Linked DNA regions of Mus musculus: all the other regions are linked to region 6. The links are chromatin contacts, called in public HiCAR-type and promoter capture Hi-C maps. All regions are on one chromosome and are shown on one strand. The core of a region is the stretch at or near the end of the contact, and the rest is flanking DNA. Distances in the headings are between cores, read along the strand shown.

Evidence for each region. Promoter capture Hi-C pulls out the DNA fragments that hold promoters and counts their contacts. HiCAR-type assays count read pairs that join an accessible place to other places. Capture Hi-C pulls out chosen DNA fragments and counts their contacts.
Region 1: a contact with region 6 is called in a promoter capture Hi-C map of pre-B cells, with 6 times the contacts expected there. The contact joins the promoter of Rps27 here to the promoter of Prcc in region 6. A contact is called at or near these places in 3 of 39 promoter capture datasets (cranial neural crest, liver and pre-B cells), 1 of 484 Hi-C or Micro-C datasets (CD4 T cells) and 1 of 9 other capture datasets (liver).
Region 2: a contact with region 6 is called in a HiCAR-type map of astrocytes, with 2.6 times the contacts expected there. The contact joins the promoter of Ubap2l here to the promoter of Prcc in region 6. A contact is called at or near these places in 3 of 39 promoter capture datasets (embryonic stem cells, erythroid cells and hippocampal neurons), 1 of 115 datasets of contacts at active chromatin or transcription factors (astrocytes) and 1 of 9 other capture datasets (liver).
Region 3: a contact with region 6 is called in a promoter capture Hi-C map of liver, with 4 times the contacts expected there. The contact joins the promoter of Dennd4b here to the promoter of Prcc in region 6. A contact is called at or near these places in 1 of 39 promoter capture datasets (pre-B cells), 1 of 115 datasets of contacts at active chromatin or transcription factors (large pre-B cells) and 1 of 9 other capture datasets (liver).
Region 4: a promoter capture Hi-C map of liver shows a contact between it and region 6, with 8 times the contacts expected there. The contact joins the promoter of Gatb here to the promoter of Prcc in region 6. A contact is called at or near these places in 3 of 39 promoter capture datasets (liver and pre-B cells), 2 of 484 Hi-C or Micro-C datasets (both in liver) and 1 of 9 other capture datasets (liver).
Region 5: a contact with region 6 is called in a promoter capture Hi-C map of pre-B cells, with 6 times the contacts expected there. The contact joins the promoter of Ints3 here to the promoter of Prcc in region 6. A contact is called at or near these places in 2 of 39 promoter capture datasets (liver and pre-B cells).
Region 7: a contact with region 6 is called in a promoter capture Hi-C map of pre-B cells, with 9 times the contacts expected there. The contact joins the promoter of Chtop here to the promoter of Prcc in region 6. A contact is called at or near these places in 2 of 39 promoter capture datasets (liver and pre-B cells) and 1 of 9 other capture datasets (adipose tissue).

What each region holds. Positions count from the first base shown.
Region 1 is chr3:90,211,977-90,215,015 of GRCm38.p6, reverse strand. It overlaps Rps27 (ribosomal protein S27), which reads left to right and starts at 1,368. Exons shown (of 4, transcript NM_027015.4): 1 at 1,368-1,406; 2 at 1,715-1,823; 3 at 1,972-2,082; 4 at 2,263-2,349. The coding sequence starts at 1,401. The coding sequence ends at 2,291. Nup210l (nucleoporin 210-like) reads right to left here. Exons shown (of 40, transcript NM_029937.2): 40 at 2,865-3,039. The coding sequence ends at 2,999. It also overlaps a transcript of Rab13 not described here.
Region 2 is chr3:90,050,719-90,053,835 of GRCm38.p6, reverse strand. It overlaps Ubap2l (ubiquitin-associated protein 2-like), which reads left to right and starts at 1,321. Exons shown (of 28, transcript NM_001165984.1): 1 at 1,321-1,381. 4933434E20Rik (RIKEN cDNA 4933434E20 gene) reads right to left here and starts at 1,034. Exons shown (of 7, transcript NM_025762.3): 1 at 717-1,034; 2 at 227-328. The coding sequence starts at 782.
Region 3 is chr3:90,263,814-90,266,923 of GRCm38.p6, reverse strand. Dennd4b (DENN/MADD domain containing 4B) reads right to left here and starts at 1,689. Exons shown (of 28, transcript NM_001356483.1): 1 at 1,363-1,689. It overlaps Crtc2 (CREB regulated transcription coactivator 2), which reads right to left. Exons shown (of 14, transcript NM_028881.3): 14 at 2,799-3,110.
Region 4 is chr3:85,571,976-85,575,400 of GRCm38.p6, reverse strand. It overlaps Gatb (glutamyl-tRNA(Gln) amidotransferase, subunit B), which reads right to left and starts at 1,272. Exons shown (of 13, transcript NM_144896.4): 1 at 1,082-1,272. The coding sequence starts at 1,257. It also overlaps Gm3740.
Region 5 is chr3:90,432,222-90,435,412 of GRCm38.p6, reverse strand. Ints3 (integrator complex subunit 3) reads left to right here and starts at 1,777. Exons shown (of 30, transcript NM_145540.3): 1 at 1,777-2,609. The coding sequence starts at 2,463.
Region 6 is chr3:87,883,741-87,887,079 of GRCm38.p6, reverse strand. It overlaps Prcc (papillary renal cell carcinoma (translocation-associated)), which reads left to right and starts at 1,518. Exons shown (of 7, transcript NM_033573.2): 1 at 1,518-2,205. The coding sequence starts at 1,738.
Region 7 is chr3:90,508,147-90,511,391 of GRCm38.p6, reverse strand. It overlaps Chtop (chromatin target of PRMT1), which reads left to right and starts at 1,894. Exons shown (of 6, transcript NM_001293776.1): 1 at 1,894-2,201. S100a1 (S100 calcium binding protein A1) reads left to right here. Exons shown (of 3, transcript NM_011309.3): 3 at 28-358. The coding sequence ends at 171.

The DNA of each region.
Region 1 (3,039 bases), core at 119-2,618, 2.3 Mb before region 6:
TTTGAGACAGGGTTTCTCTGTGTAGCCCTGGCTGTCCCGGAACTCGCTTTGTAGACCAGGCTGGTCTTGAACTCAGAAATCCGCCTGCCTCTGCCTCCCAGGTGCTGGGATTAAAGGCGTGCACCACCACACCTGGCCATGAATTTCATTTTTAAACCTAGAATCTATTTCCCAAGATATCTCTGCCATGTATATTGCCAAAATCCAAAATCAACATGCATTCATTTAAGCATGGACTATTTATTTATTATTTTATTTATAGACACTTGAATTCAGAGATCCACCTGCCTCTGTGTTGAGCAGCAAACACACAAATTTGTACAATGTGGTAATGGTTACAGCAGCTCCATAGTTAAATAACATACTTTTTGTTTTGATTTGGTTTTTAGAGACATCTCTTGTAGTTCTGGCTGTCCTACAACTTGCTAGATCAGGCTGGCCAGAACTCAGTCTCTTCCATGCTTTGCCAGAATGCAGTGATAAAGGTGTGACCAACCTCGTCTGGCCTTTAATTAGCACTTTAAAAGCAATGCACGTGTCAAGTGGTGTAAGGATATTTGATTTTATTCCTCAAAGGTAAAGAATTGTAAGAATACAAAGTCGGGCTCTATCTTTAGCACTGGAAAACAGCAGCAACAACAAAACAATAAAGGTAAACAATAGGGTTAGCTGCAGTGGAGCAAATATGAACAGGATTTGATTTTGTTGTTTTTTCAGACAGGGTCTCCTGTAGTCCACTCAGACCTCAAACTTGCTAGGAAGCCCAGTGCCTAGAATGATTTTGAACTCCTCGTCCTCCCGCTTCATCCTCTGAAGTTCTGAGATTCCAGCCTTGAGCCACTGACAGCACCACTGCGCCCTGCCCAGTTTACGCTTTGCACATTCTTAGCACGCACTCTACCTACCAGCGTAGTACACCCCCAGCTTCAAGCAGGTATCTCATTTTTTAAAAAAAAAAACCTATTTACGTCTAGAATTATTAATCAGCGTAAATCAAACCAACTGGAAAATGGTAAAGACTATCAATAACTAAAAATGTCATGGATAAAAGCTTCTCGCTGGTGTTCACCTGTGATGTTCCCATCACACTCCAGCTGTCAAAGCGTAGTCGGAAACTACGTGAGAAAAAAGTATCCATTTTTCTCGCCACAGCAGCTAAATTCTGAACTCAAAATAGAAGCTAACTCTCTCACCATGGCTACGCGCCCGCGACGCGAGGAGCCTTTACGGACCTTCTACAAATGGCAGTCAACGGGCATTCCGTTGCATTCGAACAGAGTAGAAGACCTTCCGAAGATGGCGAAGCAACACGGCTCGTCACTTCCTGTCCCATATCAGATATAAGGAACAGGATTTCCGCTTTCGCTCCTTTCCGGCGGTGACGACCTCCCTACGAGAACATGCCTGTGAGTTCCTTGGTCCAGGTTTCGACAGAGAACTCGCTCTTGGGTCCGCACGGTCCTCTTGCGCTAATTGCGGGTCCTACAGGGTCCACATGTGCGCTCTGCGTCTCTTAGGACAGTAACCAGAGCCGCGGCGGCCCACGGGTCAGCCGCGTAGACGGGAGCGGAGAGGAGATAAGATGGCGGCCCAGCTACGCAGACACCAGGGGCGGCGAGGGGCGAGTTCTCCTCGGTGTGTGCCAGTGGGGGCTCTTTCCCATCATCTCTTTCCTCCATTACCTTCTAAGTCTTTGCATTTCTGCCCCTTTTAGCTCGCAAAGGATCTCCTTCATCCCTCTCCAGAAGAGGAGAAGAGGAAACACAAGAAAAAGCGCCTGGTGCAGAGCCCCAATTCCTACTTTATGGACGTGAAATGCCCAGGTAAGGAAGTGGTTTTCAGCTGTGCGGGAAAACTAAACTGTACTAATGGTTGTAACTTAATTTTTGATTTTATTACGAGTTCAGAAGTGGTAACTTGGAGAGGAATAAAAGAAGTTAACATTTTTCTTCTCTTTTTTTTTCTTCCCAGGATGCTATAAAATCACCACGGTCTTTAGCCATGCACAAACGGTAGTCTTGTGTGTTGGCTGCTCCACTGTCCTCTGTCAGCCTACAGGTGGAAAAGCAAGGCTGACAGAAGGTGAGTGGTCTCAGTGTTGGGGTTTTGTTTGGCTTTGGGGTCCTAAGGTGAAAGGCTGAGTAGAATGCAAGGCTTCCGGCTGGTAAAGCCAGCTGCACTCCTGTTAGGAAGGTTTAGCACTCTGCAGATGAGGCAGGGTCAGTGGCAGGCAGAAGTAACGTTTGCATCTTTTTCTTCCAGGATGCTCCTTCAGGAGGAAGCAGCACTGAAAGCCCCTGATTGAAGATGAGTGGGAACCTTCCCAATAAACACGTTTTGGATATATAATGTTTGTCTTGTTTAACTGGTAGCAAGTGGTGCCTCACATATCCCAGGGCAAACAGAAGAGTGGTCCCTTTGGGGTCAAGTAAGTGGCCAAACACCTAGAGTCCATTGGGGGCATTTTTATCTAGATTCACTGTATAAATCTTAGACCATGGTTTAAAACTGGTGATAGTGTATAATTGGGCTTACTCTTCTATGTCTTTTTGGTAGTAACTTTTAGCAATGGTTATTGGAAACATTGTGTCATACAAAGGTGTGTGACAGTGGGGACTGTCTTTATTTAGGGATAATGGTACCCAGGCTGCTTTAATCCCAGTGCCTGAGAAGCAGAGGGTTACTGTTTTTCTGTGTGTTGTTGAGATGGCCTTAGGTAGCTTCAAGTGTATGTGACAGGATACCTGTCAAGTGATGGCATTGTAGGTGTGTACTGCTGTTGCGGTTTTTGTGGTGCTAGGAACAGACAGACACCGAGGGCTTCGGGAATCCAGCCTCAGAAATGTAATCTTTACACACGTGACTTAACCACCTAGGAGCTTTTATTTATACTTACTACAAACTTGATCTGGAGGTTTAGTTTTGTAGTTAGCTACTAAACTTGTGCAGGATTAGGCATCTCCAGTCCTCTACAGTTAGAGGGACGCTGACTACTAGGTTAGTGTTTTATACTCCATAACCAGTGTTGTAGCCGACTCT
Region 2 (3,117 bases), core at 72-2,571, 2.2 Mb before region 6:
AAACTAAAGCAACATGAAATATTTAGTAATTTTAGTTGAAGATGAGACATTTTACAGCTGAATTGGTTTAAATCTTAAGGTACATGTTGTGGAGCAGCAGTGAGCAGGAAGTTATTGCTTAGACTGTGGAATGAAAGGAAGCATATGAATAAAAGTCTTCTTTTAAAGTCCGAGAAAAATCTCCTTGTGCCAAAGAACAGGTTTACCTTGCATTCTAGTGACCTACCTTGGGGGCATTGTGTCCTACAGGAACATGAGGTCCCCTTCTAGATTTCATTGCAAAGCGCATGATTTGTCTCTTCACAAAAATAAACAGCAGTACGAATACCTGCCCAAAGAGATTAGAGCCATTTTAGTAATAGCAATAATTTTTTAAAATGTTCACTTTCAAAATCCCTGGGTTTAGGCCTTCAGAGCTGGATGCTTTGGGGCGAAGCCGGGTCGCTAAGGACGGAGGTGGGTCAGGGGCTAGTAACGGAGAGGCATGTTAATCTGGGCTCTAGAATTTAAGAGGGAGGGTTCTTACTTAGAGCCAGGCAGCTTTGACTTAAAGATCTCAGACTGTCTACGGATACAATTCGGAAGTCCAGAAACAAAACAAGTTAAGTGGCTGAAGAACAAAGACAGAACGGCTCAGGAGCCTTCTTTTCAGGAGTCCGGCTCAGAGGGTCGGGACTCAGACAAATGCCACAAGAGGAAGAGAATGGGGATCTCACCAGGCTCCCGTACGCCATCACCAGCACGACATTCACTCCAGAAAGCCAGTTACTACTAGACGCCATCGCCTCTCTCTCCGGGAACACCTGCTAGGACAGTCCCGCCGCGCTCGCGCGTTAGCCCAGGCTCTGCCGAAGCCAGGGAACCTAGGTTCCCTGGAGCTCTCCGAACATTTCCATATGGTTTTCGATTAAAAAAAAAAAAAAAAAAAAAACCAGGCTAGAGTCCGTCAGAAAACATGGTGGATGGGGGCGCTAGTTAAGCATCGGACCTTCCCGTCCCATTTCCCCACCCCCACCCCCTCCGCCACGTGACTTATGTCCGCAAAGGTACCTGGGAGTGCGGAGACGCGGAACTACGCCAGTAAGAGGAAGCCGAGACCTTACTGGAGTCACGTGATGGAGGCGGATCCGTGCGGGGCGGGGCGGGGGCGGGGCGGGCGCGCGGAACTCAAGAGCAGTGTTTCGTGGCGGGGAGGCGCGCGCACGCTGACGTGCGCGGCCCTTTCGCGTCACGTGCTGAGGGACGCAGGAAGGCAAGTGGGAGGGGGAAGGCGCGAGAGCGAGCGCGAGAGGGAAAAGGAGGGAGGGGGTGGGGAGGAGGGAATCTTATATCACGTGACAGGGGCGGCGCGGCCCGGGGTGTCAGTGTGGAGGAGACTGAGGTAAAGTTGGGAGCGCAGCGGCGTTGGCGGCGGCGGCGGCGGCAGCGGCAACGCGGCGGGGCCGGGTATTGTCCGCGGCCCCTTTAAATCCGCGATCCCCTTTTTACCCTCCCTTCTTTTCCTCTGTCCCCTCCGTATTCCTGTCCCGCGGTAGGCCCCCCCCACGCCGTGTGTCTCCCCACTGTACACCCTCCCTTCTGGTCTTGGGAACCCGGGCGTCCAACCTCCCCACCTCGAATTGGCCGCCGGGGGTTTTGTTTATAGTTGGGTTCGCGGCCTACTGGGCCGCGCCAGAGCCGGGGCCTCGATTTGGGAGCGTGGCCGGGGCGGGGCTTGGGGCAGCCGGAGGGGGGGGGCATGTGGCTAGAGCCTGAAGGGGGAGAGCGAGAAAGAGCGCGGGCGAGCGAGGCCTGGGCCCAGCCTGAGGTAGGGTTGTTTAGGAGGGTCAGTGTCTTGTGGAGAAGGCCTCCTCCCTCCCCAGTCCTCTCTGGGCCTCTGATCCGGATCCGGCCTGGTTTTGGGGGCGGAGGGGGGGTGGCGATGGGGTGGAGCTGCCCCAAACTCCCCCATGTGGCCCTCGGTTTGGAGTGCGGAGGATTAATTTGTTCCGGGTGGGAGGTAGAGAAGCGAATGGCCCCATGGGCTCTAGATGTGGCGCGGAGGGGGGTGAGTCTCCCATCCTCCGCGCGTGGGCTTCTGTCCTCTCTGTTCATTTCCAGCCTCTTTGTCAGCTCCTCTTATTACCCTGCCTTCTTTCTTACCGACCCTGGTCGTGGAATATATTTTCGCTGCAGTCTTTGACTTCCTGTTGTCTATACTGTAGTTTTGGCTACCCAAGCAGTTATCTTATTTGGGAAGCTGGACATGGAGGCCCCCGTGGATTGTGTTGCGCCTAAGGGATGTCACTAGACTGGGCATTTGTTCATTTTTCTCATAATGGGAATGGAATTCCAAATTTCTTGAGACCCTTCACCTGGTGGACAGCCCCTAAATTGTTTTGCAAAGTGATGTCACAAACAAGAGACTGTTTTCCACGATTCTTAAAATTTAGCAACCTCTGGTGTAGGTTGTTGTGGAAAGAAAAAACAGTTAAAGGCGATTTTGTTAAATTTGTTTTTGCCTTTGACTCACTGACTACTAAATGGAGAGATTATTTTTTGTCTCCACCTCCCATATTCTGCGTTGGGGATATCTGCTGTGTCTTGCTGGGAGGGGGGTATGAGTCAGTTTGACAACCAGCATTAGAGATTAAAATATTTGGATGTGTATCTGTTGATAAGACTGTGTTGTGGGTCCTATACCACTGTCTTTAATTATAGATCATCCCAGTGATTGTTTCTGTTGTGAATGGGAGATACTGCTGTCATGTAAAATAGTGAGGAAGGGCTAAATGTACTGGCTTTCCCCAGTGTTTCTAACTGGGAAGACTCCTATTAGATTGAAGGTGGTTGGGGAATGGGACACAGGTCTAGGAAAATTAGTTTCTCTGTTAGAAGTGGTAAGCCTTACCCATCCCAGTCCAACTTCAGAATGTCTGAATTGTTTCTCACATTAGATTGTAAGCTCCCTGAGAGCAGCAACTAAGTCACACTGCTTTTGTATTTCCTGAAGGATTGGACAAGTAGTAGATTCTCAATAAATACTTATTGTTTATTTTTTTCAGTAAAATTTCTCTGGCTATTTTTTTAAGTAGCTGGCTTTCAAAATGTAGTCAAGGGCACTTCTTTGTTGAAACC
Region 3 (3,110 bases), core at 440-2,939, 2.4 Mb before region 6:
ACTTTACAGATGCCTAGGAAGGCTTACAAAACCCAAGATTTAGCTTCTGCTCATCAGATTTCAAGTATCCTTTTTTTTCCCTAGCTTAACTTTACCTAGTTGGCCAAGCAACCAGGACTTTCCCATCTCCAGGATCCTTAGGTGTCTGTAGTTAGGCACAAAGGGACTGTAGGAGTCAGCTCCAGTCATGCCATGCCCGCGCCACCCAGCCCAAGACAGAATCGGGGCCACAACAGCCTATTGGTAACTTATCTCACCTGCCTCCATGGCCTGACCCTGGGGAGTGGAAGCCCCAAGAGTCCTGAGGTGCCCCAGGGTGCTGAAGGTGGGAAGAAGCCTGGCGGGTAGCTTGCAAGGGGCTAGAGGCTGAGAGAGTGCTTCAGAGGGGAAGGGAGGCTACTTCCTGAAATGGCTGCGAAGGGGAAGCTGTCGCTAGCTCAGCATAAGTCAGCCTATGGGTGTGTGGTATCGCTGGGGGGGCGGGGGGGATAGTACTGTTTAAGGTGCCAGCACAGCATCAGACCAACGCAGACCTCCCACTAAGGGTCCTGTGCAAGGCAGGGAAGCTTTTAGTGTCTCCAGGATGCACAGTCTATTTAACCTCCCGCTCTTCCTCAGAGAACTAGAGCCAAACCGACTGTCTTCTCAACCTGGCCTCTGGACACACATGCCCCAACTCAAGCTAAATTTAGCTTGAGCTTCTCTACATCTGAGAGGTGAAGCCAGGAGTCAGCGTCAGCCTCCTGATTTAACTCCAGGACACAGCTCACTCTCTCATCCACTGCAGGCCAATAGTAGTTCTGTGCTCCAGACAGTAGGCAAAAGCCGTTAGATGAGACCCTCTATAGGCAAGTGGGTGGTCCCGGATCAACAGGACTTGTGTGTCCAGGCCTTCCCTTATCCAGCCAGGGAAGAGTCCTATAGAATGCAGCCCCTTCTCCCTTGGGGGAAAACAACGGCACTGGAGCCACTTTGGGTCCCAACGCCCACATGCCGAATGACGGGAAGTCGGGGCTAGGGCAGAGGGCGCGGCGCGGGGGAGGTGGCTGAGCAAGAGGCCGGAGGGCCGAGAGAAGCGCGCGCGGGGACTGCCGAGGACGTGACGGCAGCAGCGCCAGCAGCCGCGTGACCCAGGCGGGAAGGAGGGGTGCTCTGGCTTGAGCGCCCGCGGGAGCTCCAGGTTGTAGGATGTCGAGCACAGCTAGCTAGCTCTGGGTTGCGCCCTCCCCTCCACTTTCACTTCTCTGGGAGGGAGGAAGCGGAACCAGATGCGCAGCGTAGAACAGCTGGGGACAGTCCCTGGAGCCGCCCGCCCTCCGCCCGCCCTAACCCGCCCGCCGCCCCGCCCGGTCCGGCCCCTACCTGCCTGCCCTGGGACTCCCCAGCCGGCCCGCTGGCGGGTGGCTCTGAGGGCGGGCTGGCGGGCCGGCGGGCGGCTGGGCTGCTATCCAGCCCCGGACATGGCGCACTCGACTTAGGAGCCGCTCGCGCCCGGGCTGAAGGAAGAAGCAGCAGCCGAGGGCGCCGGGCACGGTGGAAGAAGATCTGGGCGGTCCCAGCGTCCCCGCGCGCTGCGCCACGCGGGGACTGCTGCCACACCACACCGCTAGTTCCAGCCGCGCGGTCCTCCCGGCTCCCACGTTGCTGGGGACCCCAAGCTCTTCAACGCGCCCTGCTTTCTCCACTCATACCCGCCCCCCACCCCCCCAGGAGCCGCGGGCGCCTCCGCTATTCTGCCCCCCCCCACACACCCGGGCCTGCGGCCGTGACCCTGGCTAGCGCCGGCCCAACACCCTGCCGCCTGCAGTGCGACCCCTGGTGGCTGGGAGGGCCCCCTGCAACCAAGCGGATTCCCACCACCCGGAGGAAAAAGCAAGACACTGACCCCAGATGGCCCCGAAGTCAGAGTCGGTGCTCCTGTCCTGCCCTACCGTCAGATGTGGCCACTGTGCCACAGCGAAGGCCCTGAAGACCTAGACCTGGGAAACCCAGGTGACTCCCCACTTCCACGTTTAGAACCCACTGGCCAGAGCCAGAAACTCTCAGTTCTTCTTTCGAGAAATGACAAGAACATTGAAAAAGAGGAAGAAAGGCATGAAGCCGAATAGTGGAGGTGTAGCACTCCTTTCACTATGCTGGGTGAAGTCTAACAAAGCCTTCGTGGAACATGGTTGTCTCCCAAGGATCTATTGCGTTAAACCCAAATGGAGCAGTGAAATGGATGAATCGACATACAGTCCTCAGAACATGAGATTGCTTAGGTCCCCCAAACATAAACCAAGTAAGCCAGCTAGGCCTGCTTACTTCTCTCTAGAAGCATCAACACTGGCAATAGCCTCCTCCAGGAGAGGGGAGGATTTTCTAACAGAAACAACTGTGACTTGGGACAACAGCCTCTCCTTACCCAGGGCTTCAGAAGAGTAACTTGTCAGGCTAGTCACGGTGCCCCATCCCCTGATGCTGCAGCAGGCAGGGCCTTAAACAAACAAGGGCACATAAGGTGACTTCCTGCTGCCTCGGTGAAGTCTGTATAGGCTTTAGGATACATCCAGTTTGGGACCTAAATCTGAGAATGGTGCTTCCGCACAAGCACAAAAGTTCTGAGAGGATTAACGCACACCCGTAGCCCTAGCACTAAGGAAGCCAAGGTGCCAACGGGCACGTGTGACTTCTAGGTAGTCTGCCCTATGTAAGAGAAATCCTGTCAAAAAACAAACAAACAAAAATGCAACACAAAAGAACCTATGGCACCAAACCTCCTTAGGTCCCCAGCCATGTACCAAATAGCCAAGCACACAAAAGGTTTAATAGGATTTTTTATTAACATATAATATATTTAATAAAAAATAATATCCATTCTGGCTCTCTCTTCCATTGCAAGGGGAAGAGAAATAGGGAGGGGCTGGTAGTGCCCATCCCTTCTGGACAAGCCCTCTCTCCAAGATTTCCCTCTACACCTTGCTTCCCAACAGGCTCTGACCTCCAGACAGACGGTTTTCAAAGTTACAAGTGCTTTTAGGCCCTCCCTTGAATTCCCCCAAGCCCACCAGACATACAGCATTCAGGGGCCACCTGGCCAAGCCCCTTCCCTTTCCTCAGTTTTAGGATCC
Region 4 (3,425 bases), core at 23-2,522, 2.3 Mb after region 6:
TTCATTTGTTCATACTTCACTGCTAGCAAATCTTTGTAAATGCTTACAGTGATATACTGTCTCTTATCTGAACAGCCCTACTCTGGTGAGCCAGTACTCCACTCTCTTTGGGGAATTAAATTCTCTATTCCTATGTATGTTCCTAGTCTTCACTTCTCCCTAGACATTTTCTATATTAGTCAGATTTTAATTCATGTGCATTCAGTTTTGTTTTAAGCAGTTCAACAGATGAAGGAATGAGAAAAGATTAATTCCTTCTTTCTAAAATTTGATAATAAAGCTTTCAAGAGAGAGGAAATAAACTAAGAAATTCAGAAATTCTGCATGTTCTAATTGCTAATCGAAGTATTTCTGCAGTTTCATTTCGTGGAAAGAAAATAGTCTAGTTTATGAAGAGAATAGAAAGGTGATGATTTTGGACATTTTTCTTCTCTTCTTCACTGAAATGCTAAAAAGAATGCCAACCTCAACAAAACAAAACTTTTTTAAAAATTGCCTTGTTGCTGTATTTTAAAAGAAGCTTTAAATCATGTACACGGAAGCAACTAACTGCTGTACAACATAAGCAATTCTTTATATAATCGGGGAAAGATTTCGTCAGTCGACTAACATCCTCCTGGGGTCTAGACAAATATGCCCACAATAAAACCACAGATAGCTAGTGCTTTCTGACTAATAAGACCTCTCCTATCTGGGGCTTTGTACAACGGCTATTTTCTGTCTTTAAATTATTGCTAGCCTGTAGTGACGCCAAATGCCCGCTACATACGAGCCAGAGTCTAGTGTCGCAGACCCCACACGAGTTAGTAGGGCAAAGTATTCCAGTCTTCTGTCTGAGAAGACGACTGGAGGAAACGCTATTTTACATTCGCACGTTGTCCAAATATGCCTACTTTAAGACAGAAGTTTTAAGTGTGAGGCTGAAGGTGGCAGGCCTGGTTTTGTGTTTTCATTTAGGTTCAGTTGCCCATAACACAGGTGACCACCCTCCAGCACACTAAAACCCTCAGGCTGGGCTGCCGGGGCCATTATCTTCGTTCTGCACTTCCACGAGACAGGCAAAAGTACGAAGAAGATATACCCTTTCCTCGGCTTCTGAGCCGTGTGGAGGGAAGGCTGAGCCACTGAACTCTGTCTCCTAGCCCAGTTGGATGTGGGCCCAGTCTGAGAGCCACTTCGGTGGCGGGAACCGCCATCTAGCCATGTTAAAGCCCAGCGTCTTCCAGGGAAACCCAAGCGCAGCATGGGCGCCGCCATAGCGTCGCCGAAGTCCCGGTCAGGTGACCCACCCTCCCTCTGCCGCGAGGCTCCCTGGGAAGCGTAGTTCTGGCAATGCGCCACAACCCGTGTAGCTCTTGACCGGAAGACTACTGTTCCCAGCAACCCAATTCAAAGGCTGCCGGAACTTTGTTAGGGAGGGGCGGAACCAAAGAAGTGGGAAGGTTGGTGGGTCCTGTGTGACTCCTCCTAGCGGGGAGTTGGAGAGCTTTGTGGCGGTAGAGCTTGTGTGTACTTTGACAGCTCTTTGAGGGAGCGCCAAGCAAGGAAGCCTCACCAAGGATTTTATACTCAGCTTAAGCCCGTGAGTTGAAACAAATGACCCTAACATTACCACAAAGGCTTCCTGGACCCTCCAACGCTTTTATTTTTTCTGTCTTGCTCGCACACCTCGCACACAAATTTGTGCATTATTTCAACTGATACTTATTTGCATGCCTGCTATATATACCTAGTTCAATAATAAGGCAGCATTGATATGCTAGAAAGAAAGACTTTGGGGATGTTATATTTTAAAGAATTGACATTTTAGGGAGAGGAACCATACAGAAAAACGTTTTAAAAATTGTTTTCATGTCCGAAAAAAATTTTTAAACTTTTATGTGCTTTTTACTTACTATTTTTCTTAGCCAACATCTGAAACAATTTCTTGTGTTAGAAAGCTTTGATAGAAAAAAAGACATCACCTCAATGGATTTCTTTTGTTGTTTGACTTCAGAACTCATCTTGGACTGGGCATATCCCTCAGTGGTACAGCATTTGCCTACCATGTAGAGATGCTAGGTCCCACCCTCAGGAAGGCAAAACCAAGCAGAGCCTTTCATATCCCTTGTTGAAATTCCAGGTGATTTTTTTTTTTATTTGAAAACTTAGTCTACAATAGTTCTTACTTTCATTGCCTGATTTTAATTGTCAACATAGTCTTAACAGCTATCTTTGATTTCAATGGATCCTTGTCTGGTATTTACCATAGTATTTCCAGAGTACAGAGTAGGCGCCTCAAGAATATATGAAGTAGTACAGTGCAGTGAATGTATTTGACAAATGGGGGCTGTTGAGAGGGTATGTTCTTTAGAAACGCAATAACAGATTGGGGTAGTGGTGAAGGGTAAAGTAAAACATATGTTTCTGGGAGATGTGCAAGGTGAGATTGAGGGACCTGATCGAGAGTTGGAGGTTCTGTACCTGCTCCTTGCTGACAGGTCCAGGACAGAGGAGAGAGGTCCCTGTCCCTCTGGGGTCTCTCCAGGGCTGAGCAGGATGGCGAGTGTCAACGGCCCAAAAGAAACACACAGAGTTGGGAGTCTTGTTGAAGCAGGAACTCAACTTTATGGAGTCAGCCTCTTGCTTATATAAGTTTGGAACATAGGGAGGCGGGTTTTGGTGGGGTAAGATGGCGTAGTGACTGACAGGGTCAATGGCAAAGCTCTACATCAGCAACGACAGGGCAGAGGCAGGGCCAAACAGGTCTTGCTGAGTCACCCCAATATGGAAGTGACTGAGACAGGTCTCAAAACTTGAGCCAGGCTTAGGCTCTCCCACAAGGCCGCAGAAACTCGAGCCAGATTCGAGTTTGTCCTCAAGGCCCAAACCAGGGCCAAAATGGGGCCCAACAGTTCTGACTTATGTGTGTAGTGTATGGTAAGGAAGCCAGAAAAGGAACCTATTCTCTGTGTGAACTTAGGTGCTTGGTTGCCTTGGAGATTTCCAAGAGGAGCAATCCAGTGGAAGTCACTGATGCCCAATTATAGAGAAAGAATAGATGTGTACTCTCTATATTCCACACTGATGTGTTGCAGTTATCGATCACTAACCTACAGATAAGACAGCTACAATTTAGGATCTGTTTCCATTAATATTTAGAAAACATTTTGGCATTTTATAATATGGTCACTCCATTTGGAAAAATAACCTGGGCTGGAGAGATAATTCAGTGGTTAAGAGCACTTTCTATTCTTCCAGAGGACCTGAGTTTGTTGGCCAGCACTCATGTCCAGAGTCACAACAGCCTGTAACTCCAACTCCAGAAGAGCTGGCACCATCGTCAGCTTTCTGCAGACACCACACACAGCACTCCCCTAACCATGTCTCTCTCATACATACATTTAAAAATAATTTTTAAAACTTGATTGACATTTACTTATTCT
Region 5 (3,191 bases), core at 528-3,027, 2.5 Mb before region 6:
GCTGTCCTGGAACTCACTCTGTGGACCAGGCTGACCTCGAACTCAGAAATCTGCCTGCCTCTGCCTCCCAAGTGCTGGGATTAAAGGCGTGCGCCACCACTTCCTGAGTGAATGCAGCTTTGCAGATGGAAGGCAAGCACCCCAGCGCCAGCCCCCACTACACTATACAGTGCTTATTTAAAGATGCTATAAAGCACAATTGTGGTGGTGCACACATGCAGTCCTAACTCTTGAGAGGATCAGGAAAGTCATCCTTACCTACATAGGAACAAGTGTCTCAAAAAACAATAAATGAATTTTTAAAATTAAAAAAAGCACATGGAAGTTCCCTGGCAGGGCATTTACCTATTTTGAATTCCTGAGTTCAATCATCAGTACCACAAACAAACCCAGTACACTTCAAAAAAAAAAAAAAAATGGAAAGAATATTCAGTATTATACATCTTTTTTCCTTCCTTCTTTTCTTTTTTCTTTTTTTTTTTTTTTTTTTGTTTTTTTGAGACAGGGTTTCTCTGTGTAGCCCTGGCTGTCCTGGAACTCACTTTGTAGACCAGGCTGGCCTCGAACTGAGAAATCCACCTGCCTCTGCCTCCCGAGTGCTGGGATTAAAGGCGTGCACCACCACGCCCGGCCCTTTCTTTTTCTTCTTTCCATCCAATACATGTGTCCCGGTTATATTAAGCTATTGTAATGACTTGTTTGTAGTTCCGAGGCTGAATCAGTCCTTTACCTAGAAGTTATTCAAAGCTTACTCAGGAGGATTGTAGAATGCCAGAAGTGTATTTGGAGATCGGCCAGTCCGGGTCTTATTTTATTTGTAATTAGGATACAGAAGTCCCTGGGAGGCAGAAAGAATGCCACAAAAGTGAGGCCAGCTTGGGTTCAAGAGTGCTTCACTCCCAAAACAGTAGCTATGGAACTTGGAATTCTTCCAAGGACATTGTTAACAATTTACCTGCCCACTGGCCTTGAAAATGGATAGTGCAGGAAAATAGGCCTATATCTACAAATGGGGGACGGAAGGGGAACATGAATTTGATGGGCCAGCTTCCCACGTATTAGGATGGCAGGCATATATTACCACACCCACCTTAGAGCTGTGGACAGCAATAGGCTCATACGCCTAAAAATGAAAAGTTCTGTTGAGAGACGCACGGTAAAAGAACTCTCATACAATCAAGCCCTACTATGATCACAACAAACCACAACTCTCAATGGATTGTGTGTGTGTAAATACAATAGGCTTCAGTGACATTTGTCAGTCCCAGAGTCTCAAAAGACGAGGTCCCATCACTTAGTAAACTGTGTTAAAGCGAGTGCTGGTACGATTCTAACTATTTGGTTTGCACTAGAGAATCAATGCACTTTTTTTGTTTTCAAATTGTTACTAATAATTGCACACCCAAGAGCTCATACAATCGGCCGCGTGTAGCATTTTTAGTTCAGGAAGTAGCTTCAGACCCTGAGGGCGTTTGCTACGCGACTGCGTAGGGGTTGGGACTCGGCAGCTCCTTTTCCTGAATAGACACTTATGGGCTAGGTTTCCATCCTCCCAGCCTACTACCCAAGGACAACGTTCCGAACACCTGTAGGGAGTGGAGCAAGAGGGAAACGTCGCGCATGCGTGTTGGCGCGCGCAGGCGCAGCCCGGCTTTTTCCGGATCGCCCAGCAGTAGCACCCACTCCGTACCTCCCGTCCCGCCTCCAGATGCAGAGGAAGGATGCGATTGGGCACACTTGTTGCCCGTCAGACCAGACTCAATTCTTCTCCCTACAATTGGCAGCCCGGGAAAAGGCCAGTCCGCCGTCGTCGGCTTACTCCTTAGAGACCTGGCGCCACCGCGGAAGCCGCTATTGGCGGACGCCCGGGACCGCGACTGCTCACTTCCGGCGCCGGCGACGACTCTGCCCGCTCGGGCACTCTCAGCCTCCCCCGCCCTTCCACCATGGCCGCCTCTGTGTGGTGTGGGGAGAAGCTGGTCCTCCCATAGCGCTCCTGCTGCATCCTCACCCGCTAGGGGCCGGATTCCAAGGAACCGCGTTTCCCAATCCCGCCGGGAAGGTTTCCCACTCCCAATTCAGGGCCAGGACTCCTTCCCACGCCTCGAGAGGCAGAAACTTAGGGTTTCCCCTCCTTTCAGGATAAGAAGCCAGAGGGTTTCCCCCTCCACTTCTGCAAGGGTGGCAGCCTTGCCTATCTCCCTGCAGGACACAAGACCCTTAGTCTACCATACTTCTGCGCAAAAGCTTTGCCCCAGCCCGGCCACTCCTGAGGGAGCATCTAGAGAACCCGCGCCTTCCCCCTCCGCAGGAGAGGAGGCAAGAGTGCGGAAAGCCAGGCCTGTCGGCCTCCCTCCCACTTGTTCCTCTTGCTCCTCGTCCTTGGCAAGCCAGAGTTCTCCATTTCTAGGACTTAACACCCGTCTACTCCCTTGACCTCTTCTGGTCTCTTGGCTGCAGCCATGGAGTTACAGAAGGGAAAGGGGACCGTAGCAGCTGCTGCATCAGGAGCAGCGGGAGGTGGAGGAGGAGGAGCGGGAGCAGGAGCCCCAGGAGGGGGGAGGCTGCTACTTTCAACCAGTTTGGATGCCAAGGATGAGTTAGAGGAGGTAGGTGTGGGGGGTGGGGAAGGGAGTAAGGAATTGGGTTGAGGAGGGATGCTGGATCGCATATGGGGTGGGGGTGGGGAGAAAAGGCCTTCAAGTTTATTTTATTTATTTATTATTATTATTATTTTTTTTTTGTAAGGCAGAAACATTGCTCTTGCTTCCTGCTTCTGGAGGAAGAAGTGTGGGTCAATTTCCTGGACAGGTTGCCCTAGTAACAGCTGCCGCTATTAAGAAAATGGGTGTGAGGGGTGTTGGTTACAGAAGGGATGTAGCATCAGTACTGACCAAAGTTATTTTCATTTCTTCCCACATACACACCAATAGCTATCTAAAATATCCACCCTATTTGAGAGTGTTAAGTTGAAAAGTATATATGTGTTTACAGGCAGGTGTCTGAGGATTGGCAACTTCCTACAGACTTGGCCCCTCTTCTTAGATGGTATCATTGACTGTGTGTGGATACAGACACTTGTCAGTGATTTTAACCGAGCATTTATAGAGTGAGTGAAGACTTACAAGTAAGTAGTATCTAGTTTGGTAATATCAGTCATAGCAGTGGGGTGAGCCAGTATATAGGGGACT
Region 6 (3,339 bases), core at 269-2,768:
AGTTTAAACACAGGTGTATACAAGTTATTCTGGGAGATTTAAGCAGATGTCTAGAGAAGGTGGTATAAGTTTGTGTATGAAGCCAAATGTTCAGACACATGGCGAGGAGGCTGGTGAGGAAGAGCCACATCCTTTCACAGTCTTTACAATCCTCATCCTTCGCTCAAAGCACCCTTTCCACGTTCTTTAGCCTCCTCCCTGCCAAACTCTAGCAGCTCTTTCGTTGTTGGCTGACCTCAAAGGTTTTCTGCTCTTAGGAGCAGGGAGGTACCCACAGAGAGATGGGTTCATGTATAAAGGACATGGCAAGTAGAGGGCCCTCAGTTAGAGGGTGACAGAAGTGATCCAGAATCACAGGGAGCCAGGGAAGAGCAGTTGCACAGCACGTCATCATAGACGGGCAGTATGTGAAAAAGCCTGCAGTAAAAGTGGGTGGATATGAGGGCCATACGCAAAGGCCGAGAAGACAGCACATCCAGCCAAGAAATGAATGCCAAAGACACATGCACTGTAGGGTGGGCACAGGTGATCAACCCCTAAGAACTTGGAAGTGTACCGGGCCATAGTCTGTCCTTTTACTGAGGTAAAGTGATTAATCTCCAATTCTCCAATACCTTGCCCTAGTTTCCCGTGCTTCTCACTAGTTGCTGAGGAAGGAGCCCAAGTCCCCACACTCATGGGGATAGCGTTCATGGGAGGTGTGTACTGTTACTAGATGTATACTGGTGTATTCATTGGTTAAGAGCACTGACTCTTTTTTTTTTTTTTTTTTTTTTTTTTTTTTTTTTTTTTCTGTGAGACAGAGACAGGATTTTCTGTGTCACCTTGGCTGTCCTGGACCTCACTTCATAGTCTAGGCTGGCCTCGAACTCACAGATCTCCGCCCGCGTCTGACTTCCTAGTGCTGGGATTCAAGGTGCATGACACCACCCTTGCCATGCTCTCAGATGCCTGCGGCCTCGTTTTCTTTCTGGCTTCGCAATCTTAATTTTATAACGTACCCTAGAGCTTTGTCTTTTCTTGGGGTGCTTTGTTCTAACACCCAGGTCGACTCGGAAGCATCACTGTTTTATTTACAGGTAACTTTCCCTTTAAGCTATTTACTTTCCCAGACTTCATCACTTTCCCGACAACACTTGCAGTTTCTAAGGGTACCACAGCTCCCATAATCCTTAGCTGCTCTGAGGAACTTCAAGTACCGAAATGCTCTAAATGCTTACGTGCTACCGCGCTGATCCATGGGGCTTGTAGTAACATAGGACTTGAAAGGACACACAACAACAAACAAACAAACAAACTACGAATCCCAGGAATCACTGCATCAGAGGAAGCTTTCGCTCAGTCTTTCTGCGCACCCTTTACGCCACCTTTAGACTGCAATTCCCGCCATGCTTTGCACTGAGTTCCCGGAGGTAGAGAATGGGGTTGTTGCTAAAGTCTTCTCTGGGAATTGTAGTTCTTAAGTCTGTGAGGTGAGTAGTAGGCGGAGTGACTCGGCGGCCATTAGGTGTGTGTAGTTGCTTGGTGCTAGGAGCTTAAGTGTAGCGGGAATTCTTACTCGGTGGAAATCAACCCTAGCCATGGGTTCCTGCCGGGGATAGTTCTAGAGCACGGAGCAGGAGGCGCTTTTCGGTTCCCCGCCTTGCCCGCTGGTAGGGCCTACTAGGCCGCCGGGACATCCCGGGTCTCAAGTAGGCCTAGTCTGCCAGCAAGGGCGTCCCAAAGGCGGGAGGCGCCATGTCTCTGGTTGCTTATGCCAGCAGCGACGATAGTGAGCCGGATGAGCCGGAGCCGGAGCCGGAGCCGGAGGAAGAGGATGTGGCGGCTCCTATGCCAGGGCCCACTTTAGGAGGCCTGTTCGCTTCTCTTCCTGCACCCAAAGGCCCGGCCTTGCTGCCCCCGCCCCCCCAGATGCTGGCCCCAGCCTTCCCCCCGCCGCTCCTGCTGCCCCCGCCCACCGGAGACCCCAGACTGCAGCCGCCTCCGCCGCTGCCCTTTGGCCTGGGCGGCTTCCCGCCACCTGCAGGAGTGAGCCCTGCTGAAGCTGCGGGAGTTGGAGAGGGGCTGGGGCTGCCATCGCCTCAAGGCCCTGGGCTCAGTCTGCCCCCAGCTGTGGGCGGTGTCGGACCCCCCTTGGGCCTTCCCAAGCCAAAGAAGAGAACCGAACCGGTTAGGATAGCGGCGCCGGAGCTGCAGAAGGGCGATGTGAGTATGGAGGGGGGGGGCACCTCAAGTCCCATTGGGCTGGAGTTTAGGGGTAGGAGGGACTTGTAACCATAATGGAGCTCGACAAACGCATCCGTTGACTCCGAGCCGCTGGAATCCTCTTAGAAGGCGGTTAAATTCACCTGAACTTGCCTGCTTTGGGGAGTTAGGGTATTGGCCATGAGGCATTCTGGAACCTGGGACTTCCTTGCAGAAAGGGATGCGTGGTATCCTTGGTACTGACAGGCTTAAGGCGCATGCATGGAGACAATTCTTTCCCTTTCAGCATCTTTATCTCAGTTGGCTTCTCTTCCCATATTGAGGGCAGGTTAAAAGTGGCGCCTGAAGTGACAGCTGGTGGGACTAAAGTGCTCCTGTTGAACATCCAGGACCAGCCTTATCCTTTGCCCCATCTCTAAAATAAGAAGGCTGGAAGGAGGTAAAGGACATGAGTGGAGTTAGAGAAGAGATGGAATGTTTACTTATTTTGACATGGTTCTAGTATTGTAACCCAGGCTTTTCTTGAATCACTGTGTAGCTCAGCTTGGGCTTCAACTTGTGATCCTCTTGTCTCAGAGTCCAAGTGCTGGATTAAAAAGTGTATTACACTATCCCTGGTATAAGAAATTGAGTATTGCCTCTCCCTCACCCCCACACACAATGGGAGTTGGACTTGTAGCCTCCCTCACACATAGTAGGTAAATGCTCTTCCACTGAGCTACAAAACCCAGCCCTGTTTCCATTGTTTATTTTGAGGAATGGTTTTTCTAGATTGTCTAGACTGACTTGAATTTTAGATTGTTCTGCTTCAGTCTCCCCTGTAGCTGGGATTACAACCTATAGAAGCAGGATTTGGTAGTCCAGGCTGGCTTCAACTTTAGTAGCTAAGATTGTCCTTAAACTCCAGATTCTCCTCCATCTCCTTCCTGAGTGCTGGGATTACAGCTGAACACCACCATGCCTGCTTTATGCAGCTTACATTCATGTCTAGGGCTTTGTGCATGCTAGGCAAGCATCCTTATCAACTGGGCCATATCCTCAGCCCTAACATACTATTTACAGATATGAAAATGGAGTCCAGCATGTAGTCTTACTGGAGATTGACAACTGGATCTGTTTAAATCTGTTTCACCA
Region 7 (3,245 bases), core at 645-3,144, 2.6 Mb before region 6:
GATAAACACTTCCATCCCCTTCTACAGGTCCAGAAGGATGCAGATGCTGTGGACAAGGTAATGAAGGAACTGGATGAAAACGGAGATGGGGAAGTGGACTTCAAGGAGTATGTTGTGCTGGTGGCTGCTCTCACAGTGGCTTGTAACAACTTCTTCTGGGAGACCAGTTGAGCACAGTCTGTGAGCAGTGCCCTTCCTCTCCCACTTGTCAAGATTTCCCCTTTAGCGTGCTTGCTCCTCACCCCACCTGTACCTCCCTATGTCCCCATCCTTGCCCAGTCTCGACGTGCACCAAGGGCACAAGAGTGGCAGTCCAGATCTGCCACTTGTTTTAATAAAGCCTTCTCTCTCACCAGCTATCAATGTCTGTACCCTCTGGGCATGGCTATGTGTGAAGTAAGGGGTGCTCACTCCCAACACCTTATCTTGTCAAGTTTACATTAGTTCCTTATTTAAGGAACACTCAAAACCCAGAAATGTAGGGGTCCGAAAATTTTAGCTGGAATCCAAGTGTCATTGGCTTCTCAAGGATTTGTATGAGTAATTGGTAATACCAGGACTTGAAGGATGAGGCAGGAAGATTTTGAGTTCCAAGCCAGCCCATACTACATAGCCAGAAACAGAAATAAACAAGCCATCAAAAAATGTGGGGCTGGTGAGATGGCTGAGTGGGTAAGAGTACCTGACTGCTCTTCCAAAGGTCCGGAGTTCAAATCCCAGCAACCACATGGTGGCTCACAACCATCCGTAACGAGATCTGGTGCCCTCTTCTAGTGTGTCTGAAGACATCTACAGTGTACTTACATATAATAAATAAATAAATCTTTTTTAAAAAATCTGAAGAAAGCTAGAAATGGTGGCACGTACCATAGTTAACACCAGCTCAGCACCTGGGACGTAAAAGGCAGGAGGATCTCTGTGAGTCCAAGCCCAGCCTGGTCTGTATAGAGAATTCTAGAACAGCCAGAACTACATTATAGAGACTCTGTCTCAAAAAAACTACCAGAGGCAGTGGTGACACACGCCTTTAATCCCAGCACTCGGGAGGCAGAGGCAGGCAGATTTCTGAGTTCAAGGCCAGCCTGGTCAACAGAGTGAGTTCCAGGACATCCAAGGCTACACAGAGAAACCCTGTCTCGGAAAAAAAAAAAAAAAAAAAAACAACAACAAAAAAACAAAACCAGAAAACAAAACCAAAAAACTACTAGAAGAACTTTTTCCCAAGCTTCATTCAGTGTTTATTGATGCCTCATCATTGCTAGACATTATGTAAGAACTAGGGATACATAAGTGGGGATACAGATTTGCTTTATTGGATTACTTGAGGTAAAAAGACCCACCCTAAAACTAGCCACATCTTCTAGAGGCAGTCCCTATAAAAGGATGTAGATGAGTCCAGTGTGGGTCTTAAATCCCAGTACTGGGAGGGGCGGGGTTAGGGGGGGTCAGGAGGTGGATCTTTGTGAGTTCGAAGCCAGTCTGGTCTACACAAAGGAAGCCTGCCTCAAAAAGAAACAGAAACTCTACAAATAGGTTTGAGGGCCTGAGCAAATTAGCCAGGTCTCAAGGTCCTAATAAAGACTTTTTACAGTTGTCTTTAGCTTGGGAATGGGAAATAAAAGGATACAAACACTGTTGCCAATCTAAGCTGCTATTTGCAAGCCAAAAATCCCACCAAAGTGGGGCATAAACTTGTCCAGAAGGTAGTCTAGAGGTACTTAGCGATTACGGCCACTGGCCACGCCCCCGAAGGCGGAGCACTACACGTAACTTAAGGGATCTTTGCCAAAGTCAGTGGGGATTCGCTGCGATTCTTGCGCTAGGCCAAAGGACCATGTTGCCACGCCCCTAGTTGCGCGCGCACTGACGCAAGCCCGTCGGCGCCATTTTAGCCGGTCACGCTGCACTGGTGGGCCCGGCGGCCATTTTGTTTTGGACACCAAGCGGGAGTTGGCGGCGCCGGCTCTGGGGGCCCAGACGAAAGGCAGGAAAGGGCAGGCTTGACGAGCGGGAGGATCGGTCAGCTAGATACTCAACCCACAACGAGGAAGCCTCACATCCTACCGTTTAAGCATCTAAGCCAACCGCCCAGCTAGTTAACCCGAGCGGCCCGCCGTCAGCTCAGGTTAGGCCGGCCTCCGGGCCGCCCGCCGCAGCCGTGGTGGCAACCCCGGGAGGAGCGCTGGCGTCCATCTCCTTCGGTGAGTTTCTGTGGAGAGGGCAGAGGTGGAGGGGCGCGGGGTCCGGGGCCCGGTGGCGTGGGTGGCAGGTGTGGACCGGGCTGAGGTGCGCAGAGGCCGGGGAGGGGGCGGAGCCGGGAGGCGGAGGCTAAGCCGGAACCGCGGCCAGCGAGCTGGGCCGCTAGCCGTGCGGGTGCTGCTTGTGGTTGGCGTGTCTGGTGCAGGTGCTGGTGCTGGTGGTGCTGGTCGTAGTGGTTTGGCCTCAAATCCAGTGTCTTGCTTACCTAGATAAGCGTCCTCCATCGGAGCCAAAGCCTCGCCCCAGAATAGCGTTTGATGGGGATAACCACGGAAATAGTCGCCTGATCAAAGTTGGAGTCCTGAGAGGCTTCGAGGTGGAGGTCAAATGAGGAGTACAGGAATTAGCGGCGGCTCTGGGTGTTCGATTTTGATTCTTTTTTTTTTTTTTTTTTTTTTTTTTGCGGCACCGAAGTTGAACCCAAAATCGTACTTTGGCTAAACTAGCGCCCCGAGTTAACATCTCCAGCTTTAAAAATAATAATAATCTTAGTTTGAAACAGGGTCTGTCAAATCACCCGGGCTCGCCTTGAGCTTGTGACCCCCTTGCCTCAGCCCCTCCCCAGTATATGCCACTACAGTTAAAATATTGTGGTGTGCTCTTAACAGAGCTCTCAGATTGAATACCCATTTAGAAAACCTCTTCTGTCTTTCCCCTGCCATGTCTAACTAGAGCTCCACCTGCATTTGGAGTTGAGAATCGATTTTGAAACTAGGCTTTTCTTTTTATTTTGGGTGTATGAGAGTCCGGTCCTCACAGTGTGACAATGTAACCCGTTACAGCCTCAGACTGTTACACCACTCCCCTGTTGCTGCTGGGAATTGAACTTCCCAGGGCTTCATCAGTGCTAAACAAGCACTCTACTGAGGAGCTATATTCCCAGCTCCTCCATTTCTCTAGATCCATGACCCTCAACTTTCTATAGACATGTAAGATGTACCTGGGTAGCACCCCCAATCCCAGTTGCTGTACCCCATCCTCATGGC